Linked DNA regions of Sus scrofa: all the other regions are linked to region 1. A link is a contact called in public Hi-C and promoter capture Hi-C data. All regions are on one chromosome and are shown on one strand. Each heading gives the region's core, a stretch centred on a gene start, on an enhancer-like site or on the middle of the called end of the contact. The rest is flanking DNA. Distances are from core to core; before and after follow the strand shown.

Region 1 (3,494 bases), core at 336-2,835:
AAACAGCTTAGTGTGCAGGGGCCAGCCCCTCCCACAGAAGTGTCTACACTGTCCACTGATGCTATGGGCAAATAGGCACTTTAGGGACCCTCAGGAGATGGGCTGATTTCTAGTCCTGGTGGGGGTGGAGCGAGGAAAGGGCATGCACAGAAAAGCAGAGACACCTGTGGACATTAGAATTGCTCAGTGGAGGGGTTCCCATTGTGGCGAAGCGGGCATGAACCCAAGTAGTATCCATGAGGATGCAGGTTGGATCCCTGGCCTCACTCAGTGGGTTAAGGATCCAGTGTTGCCTTGAGCTGTGGTGTAGGTTGCAACTGATGCTCAGATTGCACATTGCTGTGGCTGTGGCAAAGGCCAGCAGCTACAGCTCCAATTGGACTCCTAGCTTGGGAACTTCCATATGCCTCGAATGTGGCCCTAAAGAGCAAGAAAAAAAGGGGGGGGGGAATTGCTCAGTAGATAGAACCCATTATGAAGCCTCCAGCTTTGGCTCTGGCTCTGGCACTTACCAGTTGTTAACCTCTAGGTGCCTCAGTTCTCTCATCCATAAAGTGGAGATAATAATAGCAGTTAAGACTGTTGTGAAGACTGAATAAACTCATTCAAGTCGAATGATGAGGACATAACACGTTATAATTAGTCATCGGTGTGTGTTTTCATGAAGTAGCCCAGTAACTTGGAGATAAATGAACTATCCCTCCCTCAGCCTAGCATTGTCACCCCTGTCCCAATCCTCTCCTCACTGTCCTCCATTAGACGTTCAGGTCCAACCATCATTGGCGGATGGTCAGAGACCTTCCCACTGCCCTTTCTCTATGTTTCCTTGCTGCAAAGCCCAACTCAGAGATCCATTCTCTGGGACCATCCAAGACTCCTCCAAAGCCAGGACATACTCCTAGAGACCTCCCTGCCAAACTCGAAGTCCCACCCACCACGTTTTATGCCCTCCTCCTTCCACCTGCAGGGGAAAACACCGTGCCAGCCAGCCTTCTCCTTCCCTTCTAGGCTGGTGCTGCTAACCTTGGACCAGGCGGAAGCCAAAGGTGCCCTCGTAGTCCCTACACTGCCCACAACCTCAAAGTCACCACCAACGCTCCCTAAATGGGTACTCCCTACCTCTCTACCACGATCTGTGACCCCCAAGTGTCTATTTCCCAGCCTGTGTGACACCAGAAGGGTCCACACCCGAATTTGTATGACTCTAGGAGTTTCCACTTTCCGGTCTCTGAGTACCAGGGACCGCCCACACCCTTGACAGGGAGCCCAGGAGTAATCCATTCCTGCAGCCTGGAACGGACTACTGAGGGCCGGGGGTGGGGGTTGGGGGGGGACGCAAAATGGAACAGTCTGCCCAGGATCGTACCACTGCGGAGAGGGTGGCCATCTTGTAAGAAACAATTTTGTTTGTGGTGGAGGAAAAAAACGGCTGCCTCATTCCCTAATGGAGAAAGGACTGTCGCCATCCTGCTTGTCCCAAGATTCCTGTACCGTCCTCCCGACTCCCAGCCGCTTCAGGGGGGTGTGCTCACGCTGGTCGCGCCCTCAGCAGCTCTTACACCCGCCATCTTAAACCACTCTCACCGTCCCCTCTATTCCTTAATTTCGAAGTAGCTCGCTAAGCAGCGGAGCCGGTAATTGGCTCAGGGGTGGGGAGAGCAGGATCCAGGGCTCTGATTGGTCGATAGTCAAATTCTCCTCCCAGCTCTTCTTTGAAGCTGCAAGGGTTCGGAGAATAACACAGCCCCGCCTCCGCTTCCGCGCTCCGGGCTTCCATTGGTCACGGGTTCGGAGCATGCGCAGTGGGTGCCAGACCCTTGTGCCTGGCCTCTTAAGCTGCACTTTGGGGCTTTCGTGTGATGGGTTCGAATACCGCCTCGGAGGTTCAGATTGTTTACGTGTAGAAGGGGTAAAAATTAATGTTTACTCCTGGGGGTTAGTAAGATCACACACCAGGGCGTGGTGCCTAGTGCACTGAGCCATACAATCGTAAACTCTGTAACTATCCCACTAGGGTTTTCTTGCCACTGCCCAGGGGTTCTTGCATTCATTATTCTCTAGTCAAAACAAAAGGCGTTCTTTGAGTTTTAGGAAAACTCTCAGAAGTTACTTTAAATAAAAGTACATCTTGCCACAATAGGATGAGCACAGTTGGGCCAGGACTGAAAATTGCGGTGAACATCTTGTGGTCTTCAGATATGATGTACTAAAATTATTAATTTTACTCCTGAAAAGACTGGTACAAAATTACAGGAGTTCAAAGCCCTGACAGCGAGGCCTTTGACAAAATGTATTTAAGAGAATACAAACTTTACCCAGTATTCAATGTTGTGCAAAGCGATGGTTAGGCCTGGTCAGACCACGACAGGATTGCTATGATTGCTAGGTGTTATTTAATGTACATCACAGTGATACCTACTTTAAAGTCTGCAATGTTTACATTATATATGTAAACTAAACTATAAGTCTAGATTATATGCATTATATAAATATAAATACATACATGATTCACAGGGATATAGATGGTATAGGTGGGGCCCCAGTTCACTGGCCTGGGTCAGTCACATGCTGAAAGGGAGGGGACTGTTGATCATTTAACACAGTGCCCCCAATTTTAGGAAGCCTGTGCCCTGAGTCTCCCGCTTTCACCAGACGGGACAAATTTCTCTTAATTCACTCAGAAACTCCAAGTGTATGCCCAGCACTGCCTCCACTGCTGAAAACACAAGCAGGCCTTTGTATCAGCTCTGATTCTATTACAAGTGTGCATATGGGCACTTGAGGTGCTGGGTAGAAAAAAATCGAAAGGTCAGTTAAAGTGTGAGCACTTGGTCATCACTAAATGTTTCTGATGGTGACCGGATTTGTAACATATACTTCAATTTTGTATCTACACTCAGGGTCCACAGTTGGTGAGGGGTGCATTGTTTTTGAGATCTTGCCCTAATGCTTATAGTATGGTATGAACCAACATGCAATACGCTATATAGTTTCTTTTTACAGAAAAACACCCCAAAGTGATACAATTAAAGAAGACAGAAATGGAAGGTCTTTAGCTTATGAATTAAAGGATGAGTCTATTTGAATAAAATAAAAGGATTTAAAAAAAAAACTCCAATAAATAGGAGAGCCTGTCGTGGCTCAGCAGGAACAAATCTGACTGGTATCCATGAGGACGCAGGTTCAATCCCTGGCCTCGCTCAGTGGGTTAAGGATCTGGCATTGCCGTGAGCTGTGATGTAGGTTTCAGACACGGCTTGGATCTGGCATTGCTGTGGCTGTGGCGCAGGCCGGCAGCTGTAGCACTGATTTGACCCCTAGCCTGGGAACCTCCATATGCTGCAGGTATGGCTCTAAAAAGACCAAAAAAAAATTTTTTTTTTAAATAACAAACCTCCAATAAGTATAGCTTGCTTTATATGTTTGTAGTCCTTTAAATTATACATCATCATCAACTTGATTACAAACAACTTGAAGAGAAAAAGAGTTGTGGT
Region 2 (3,494 bases), core at 439-2,938, 440 kb before region 1:
GGCAATTTTGGAGCTGTGTCCTCCCTCCACGAGCACAAGGATGGAGGTGATCAGGTAGAGGATGGCTGCTATGAGGGTTCGGAAGAAATCCTGTGAAGGGCAGGGAGAAGAGGAAAGTCAGCATTCAAAATCCCCCCCCTCCCCAAGCCCCTCCCTAGCCTGGTCATTGTGGCCCCTTTCTCACACTCCAAGGCCAGTTGATGATTTGTATCTTGGTGTGCAGGTCACACATGTAGATGACAAAGAAGACAGCAGCAAAGATCATCTCTATCACCGACAGGAAAGAGAATCCTGACGTCGCGGCACTGAAGCAGATCAGAATCACCAGGCACACTACCTGGAAAGATAGGCGAAAGGGGGCTTCGATCGATCGACTCCAAGGGCTGAGGGCGTGGGTTTAAATTGGGGGTGGGGAGGGTCTCAAACTCAGATGCCCACCAGGACTGGGAAGATGACCAATAGCTAAACACTTAATGTGTGCATACTGTGTTTGGGATATTGTTCTAAGAGCTGTACAGGTATTAATTCCCTCAATCATCGCAACAACCTAATGAGCCAGGTACTATTATTAATACCTTTATGTCATAGATGAGAAAAGAGAGGAACAGAGAGACACGAGGTAACTTATCCAGGGTCACCTAGCTAGGGAGGGGTAGGGTTGGGTGCCTCAGTTTCCCCTCTTTTCCCTTCTAGGATAGCCCAAGGGGAGTGGTGCCTTCAGGTGGTTTTTGTGAGCGCTGCTGGCGCCAGCTTCAGGGCTTTGACGGGGCGGGACGTGCGGTTCCCCGGGCAACCCCTTTGGGAATCGGTGCGAGTGACACCGGAGGGGCAGGGCTCTGTTAAAGGCGCCGCACCTCTTTTACGAGCGACTCAAAGGAGGCACCCCCTTTGCCGGGGGTGGGAAACCGAGGCTCCCGAGCGGCCCCAATAGCTAAGGACCTCCCGCCCCGTCACAGAGGAGCGAGGAAGAACTGGGGTAGGACGGGTGGCCCTGCCCCGCGGGACAAGCGCGCGCGGGGGCCCCACCCCAACAGGTCCCGCCCCTGGGCGCTCTGCCAGCCCGCCCGCCACTGCCCAGGCCGCGCCACGCCCTGCCACGGGAGGATCCCCCACCACCCAGCCCCGGGAACCCCTTCTATGAGTCCACTAATGAATCTACGGGGTCTCCTTCCGCGGGGTCGCCCGTATGCCCTGTGGGCCTCGTGCCTGACTCCATGGGCCAGCAGCTGCCGACCACCTTCTCCAAACCTCACTGACTCGCCCTGCATGTGCCCCTGGTTTCGGGCCTCCGTCACCGACCCACCCACCCCGCGCCCCACTGCCGATCACCCGCGGCCGCGAGCCTGCCTCCCCCGGGGCTGCCCCAGTCCGCGTGATCCAGCCACTCCACCCGCCTTTGCCCACCAGCCAGTCCCAGGACACTTACAATCTCAGCCAACAGGACAAATCCCTTTCGGGTGCGCGAGAAGTTGGTGCAGGCGGCCCAGCAGCCCGGGGCCGAGAGGCGCTCGGAATCCGCCATGGCGTGGACCTGAGTCCCGAAGGGCGCCGAGGAGCTGCTCGCTTGCTTGCGGGTTCGAGGACGCTGCACACCCAACCGTCTTCCCCGCCGTCTGGCCGGGAAGGGGGCCCCGGGGCGAAGGAGGGAGTGAATCACCGCGCGGAGCAGAAGCGGGCGGGGCCGGAGCGGGCTGGGCCAGGTGGCTGCCGCCCCGGAAGCCCCTCGCCCCGCCCGCCAAGGATTCTCCTTGCCCAGCGCACAGCGCACAGCGCCCCCCACCCCGCCCCGGGGCGCCCCATCTCGGGCGGCGGGGGGGGGGAACTACCAGCTTCTGAGGCTCGGCAGTTCCTCGTAACGTGTGTTGAAAGGAGACGACCCTTCCCGTTTTTAGAATACAAATGTGCCTGGGGCTGCCTCAACTCAGAAATGTTTTGGCTTTGGGGAGGGAGTGCCTCAGTTTCCTTAGCTGGAAAAAGGGCCAAAGCCAGGGTTAAATTCAGGTCCGTTTTCAGAATTCAGCATATTTCGGGGTTTAGAGAGTTTTCCCAGTGCATATAAGATATATGACTTTTCTCAGCGGTGTCTGAGACTGCCCGGTTAAAAACTAACAAACAAACACGTTATTTCCTCATGGAATGGTGTGGCCGTTCACAGCAAGTGGGATAAGCCAGGACCAAAAATCACTCCTGGTTAAGTCAAGTTTTGTAACCAAATGAACCAAATGGTGCCCAACTTTGTGGGAAAACTGTGGGTCTCTGGAGTTTTTTTGGATTTTGGAATTGTGGACAAAAGGTCATAGACGGTGGAATAAACCTCTTAGTAGCAATGGGAATGGGACCTCGCCAGTGCACAGACCCGAGACAGAGAGAGAACAGAGCCTGTGGAGCATCACGCTGCTGAGTAGATGAGGGTGGACTTTTTTAATAGTGTCAGAGCCCAAGATATGATTCTCTGTTCTGCAATTCTGGGGAGGTCTTGGCCCTAAGTGCTGAGCTTCTGTTTCCTGCTTCTAAGTAAAGGGTCTGTCAGCCCAGTCCCAGATGAAGAATGGGGAAGGAGGACAGGCTTATTTATTGCTGGGAGCTTGGCAAGATGAGGGCAAGGCTCTTGGGTGCCAGGCTCGGTGAACAGGCTGATGACATTTGAAGAGCGTGTTATCCTGAGCGAGTAATTTCTCCTGACTCAGCCTCAATTTCTGCATCTGCGACATGCACCTGGTCACGGGCATCAGGATCTCCCCCAAGATGTGCTGAGGGGCACACCCTCCAGAGTGGGTGTTGCTTTCATTCTCATCTCATTGGAAGGCCAGGATGGTTCAACCAAGGCCGGTCTGCTTTCCGTCCCCAACCCGGAGTCCCACACAACCACAGAAGGGGCTCCCCTCTTTCAGCCCAGGTTGCCTGAAGAGTGATTGGATAGTGGAAGGCATGAAGCACACTTCCCAGAGCCAACTGTGTGCTTTCCAACTCTTTGAGGACGTGCCTGAGTTTCTAGAACAGAACAAACCCTGCTCTGCATCAGGGCCTTTGAACTTGCTGTCCCCACAGCTGTCAATATCCTTTTCCCAGCCCTTCAGACACCTAGCTTCTTCTTCTTTTTTTTTTTTTTTTTTTGGTCTTTTTAGGGCCGCACCCACAGCATATGGAGGTCCCAGGCTAGGGGTCCAATCAGAGCTATGGCTGCCGGCCTACACCACAGCCACAGCAATGAGAGATCTGAGCCACACCTGCGACCTACACCACAGCTCACAGCAATGCCGGATCCTTAACCCACTGAGCAAGCCAGGGATTGAACCTGCATCCTCATGGTTCCTAGTCGATTCGTTTCTGCTGAGCCACGACAGGAACTCCCCAGACATGTGGCTTCTGATCATTCAGGTCCCAGCTCAGATATTGTGTCTTCAAAGAGGCCAGCAGCCACCATCATTACCTCTCCCACCATAACCTTTGGCTTTCTTCACAATTCTCGCTTCTCTCTGAAATGATCTTTTATT
Region 3 (3,494 bases), core at 312-2,811, 340 kb before region 1:
GCAACCTGAATCGCTGCGTGGCATCTTTAACCCACTGTGTCACAGTGGGAACTCCCCGTTTTGGAATTTGTATTGGTACCATATTGATTTTGTGAAAGATTAGTTTGGGGAAGAATTGTCACCTTTGTTATGTGGATGATGATGATATGTGTGTGTGTGTGTGTGTGTGTGTGTGTGTGTGTATGGGGACGTTCGTGTTTACCAAGTCGACTTGATAATAAGGGAAATAAGGGTGCCAATACAGAAAGGTACAAGGCAAATGGAAGTTCAGTGAAGTTCCCAGTGGTGCAACTGATGGGCATGGTCTTGGGATGCTGGGAAGAATTTAGGGAAGGTTGTTGGTCCTGGTGTTTTGTGAGTTGACTGTGCACCTGAAGGTGTGAGTGGGACCCTCCGCTGTGTGCAAGCCAACTTGCATACATTTAGCACACAGAGGAGCTCAATCAATGTTTGCTGTACCAGTGCACAAATGAGTGAATCAATTTTTTTATTTTTGTCTTTTTAGGGCCGCACCCGAGGCATATGGAGGTTCCCAGGCTAGGGGTCTAATTGGAGCTACAGCTGCCGGCCTCCGCCACAACCACAGCAACGCCAGATCCGGGGGGCGTCAGCGACCCACACCACGCTCACCGCAACACCGGATCCTTAACCCACTGAGCGAGGCCAGGGATCAAACCCGAAACCTCGTGGTTCCTAGTTGGATTCGTTTCCGCTGCGCCACGATGGGAACTCCTGAATCAATGAATTTTTGGAGAGGTTATTGTATACCAAAAAATCTGCTAGCACTATTCATAAATTACTTCTACTCCCTATAAAAATGTCGCCAGACAGGTATTAAGACCCCCATTTGACGGCCAAGAAAGCTGAGGCTCCGAGAGGGTAAGTCCCTTGTCCATATCCAAACCCAGTTCTGTATAACAACAGAAGTCATCCACCGAAGGGAGCGGATCTAATGTCCATCTTTCCACTCATTCAGCCATCCGTCAAGGATTTTACTAAGCACCTACAGTGTAGCACAACGACCTAGTACAACAACCGCTCTGAACAACAAAGAGCAGACGGAGCGCTTCCTGGAAGACCAGCTGGATCGCTGGACTGTAGGTACCGAGAGGGCAGGGTTTCTGGTGCGCAATTCAAGGGAACGTAGCTGCCTAGGCCTCAAGGCTTAGGCTTTGGCTTAGCAGGCACCGCTAGATCAAGGTTGGAGCGCGGTCTGGAGAGTGGATATTACGAATGCTGGCCGAGAGAGGGCGCGATTCCGCAGCTAGAAGCGTAGCCTGGAGAGCCTCCGCGCGCCGACCGGGCTTCAGTACGCAGGCGCAGAGGCCCTAAGGAGCGGCTTACTATCTTGCGGAGGGATAATTTGAGAAGAAGAGGCGTGACTCAATCAAATTACCTCTCATTGATTTGCCTCTCTCTGAGGGCGTGGCCTAGGTGCCCCCTTCTCGGAAAAAGGGCCTGCCGAATCTAGTCTTCTTTTGGCTTCGGAGGCGTAGCTTAGGGCGGGCCCTTGAAACATCCCTCGACGATTGGTCGTCTCACCCAGAGGGCGTGGCCCGGCGAGCTGTCTATCCATCATGCGGTCACTTCCTGTGGAGTTTCCCCAGCCCAGGGAGGAGGGGGAAGAGGACGAGGGGGAGGAAGGCGGTCGTCCGGGGTTAGGTTGGGGGGGGTGTCGGTCCGTTTAGGGCGGGGGATGACTCACGGCCCATCCCATCTCCCCGACGCCGCCCGCCGGCGCAGAGCTCGCTCCATGGCTTAGCGGAGGAGGCGGTGGCGAGCGGGGGAGGGGGACTCTTATTTTGTTGGGGGGACCGGGCCGAGGCCCGACCGGCCTGGCAGGGCTCGCCCGGGGCCGGGCGTCATGTCTCATGCGGCCGAGCCAGCTCGGGACGGCGTAGAGGCCAGCGCGGAGGGCCCTCGAGCCGTGTTCGTGCTGTTGGAGGAGCGCAGGCCGGCCGACTCGGCCCAGCTGCTCAGGTGCGGGGCCGCCTGGGACCGGTAGTGCTGACTGGGGTTCCCGGGGGCCTGATCTGGGGGCAGCGGGGGCCCAGGACTGTGATCGGAGGCCCTTGGCCTAGGCTTGGAGGACGTCGGGGCGCCCGACTTGGGGGGGGCACCTAAGGAATCTGGCGGTGGCCTGCTTGGACTGAGGCTTAAAGGAGTCGTGGAAGTACATTAAGAGAGGCCTTGTTCAGATTTGGGGGGCCCTTGACTGGGTCTAGAGGGACTGATTCTGTTGTGTCCACAAACTGGTCTAACGTCGCTGAACTTCAGGGACTGAGACTCTGATTAGAGGTTGAATTTGGGATTCTTGAGTCAGGTATGAGGAGAATGAATTTAAGGGGCCACTCTGTAAGTGAGGTACTGATTTTAAGGCTTCTTTTCCCCTCAGAGAGAGGGTCCTAGGAGTCAGAGGTGCTGTCTCAGGAGCTTGGTGACTCCCAGTGGCTGGTTGCTGGAGGCTGTGTTTGGGGAAACTTGACTCTGAAGGGATTTGGGGCTATCTCAGATATGCTGCGTGGGACCAGCCTTGGGAGTGTGTGCGAGTGCACAAGAAAAGCAACATTCATCAAGACTTGATCAGAATAATCCCTCCACTTGCCCACCCGTCCAGCTGGGTCAGATCCAAGGGATAGTGGGAAAGTCCTCTTCTCACACCCTCAACAGGGGCTTGAATGGGAGTCAGTCAGACAGACAGGCAATGGAGGTGGTGCTAACACTTAACTCATTGAAGGCCTCATCAGACCTTATTGGGGAACCCAGAGGAGGATCTTGTTCCTGAGGCCACCTGCCCTAGCCTCTCAGCCAGCCCTTTTCACCCCCTACACACACACACACACACACTCAGACACAGGTACTTTTTTTTTTTTTTATCTCGCCCTCCTTGTCTGTCTCTCAGGCCCTGGAGACAATCTTGAATCTGACCCCAGAGCTGGAATGAGCACCAATTGCACCATCCCTGGCTGGGTAGTTCTTCTCTGACCTCTCAGCCTCACTTCTATCAACAGGCCTGTAAGCCCCAGCCCTCTCAGTCTAGTGCCCACCGCTTCCAGGATGAGAGCATGGGAGGGGGGCTTTGCCTACTTTCTGGCTGGGATTGTGCCTAGCTCAGCAGCTCCCCGAGCTTCCTCTTCCCGACTTCCTGGGTGGTTTTAGGGCCCCATCTGTGGGTGAAGAAAGAAAGGAAGACAGATCCTTGGGGAGGGGCAAGAATTCTTGTCAAGTGAAGTCAACCACAGTCTGAGGATTCAAGATCTTCTGACAAAATTCAGGGATGCATGTCCATGTGCCCCCATGTTAGTGGCCCTCACACTTTAGGGTCTTGCAGCTGGCATGGAGGGTTGAGCCAGGAGCCTTTCCATCATAACAATTTACCATCATCTCCTACTGCTTTTATAACGACCTGGATCATGATAGTGGTGGGAATAGTTGAAAGGGAGGGGTGTACCTGGCTTATTATTTTGGGTGCTTGTGGGTGTTGGTATGGAAGG

What was found. Promoter capture Hi-C pulls out the DNA fragments that hold promoters and counts their contacts. A called contact is a pair of places that touch in the nucleus more often than the background predicts.
Region 2: a contact with region 1 is called in a promoter capture Hi-C map of fetal liver, with 2.3 times the contacts expected there. The contact joins the promoter of PLP2 here to the promoter of WAS in region 1. A contact is called at or near these places in 1 of 5 promoter capture datasets (fetal liver) and 1 of 2 datasets of contacts at active chromatin or transcription factors (alveolar macrophages).
Region 3: a Hi-C map of skeletal muscle shows a contact between it and region 1, with 10 times the contacts expected there. The contact joins the promoter of TFE3 here to the promoter of WAS in region 1. A contact is called at or near these places in 2 of 5 promoter capture datasets (fetal liver and liver), 2 of 47 Hi-C or Micro-C datasets (heart right ventricle and skeletal muscle) and 1 of 2 datasets of contacts at active chromatin or transcription factors (alveolar macrophages).

The regions. Positions count from the first base shown.
Region 1 is chrX:42,772,688-42,776,181 of Sscrofa11.1, reverse strand. It overlaps WAS (wiskott-Aldrich syndrome protein), which reads right to left and starts at 1,585. Exons shown (of 13, transcript XM_021080063.1): 1 at 1,367-1,585.
Region 2 is chrX:43,213,566-43,217,059 of Sscrofa11.1, reverse strand. PLP2 (proteolipid protein 2) reads right to left here and starts at 1,688. Exons shown (of 5, transcript NM_001244435.1): 1 at 1,427-1,688; 2 at 185-337; 3 at 1-90. The coding sequence starts at 1,522.
Region 3 is chrX:43,114,444-43,117,937 of Sscrofa11.1, reverse strand. TFE3 (transcription factor E3) reads left to right here and starts at 1,561. Exons shown (of 10, transcript XM_003135074.6): 1 at 1,561-1,980. The coding sequence starts at 1,865.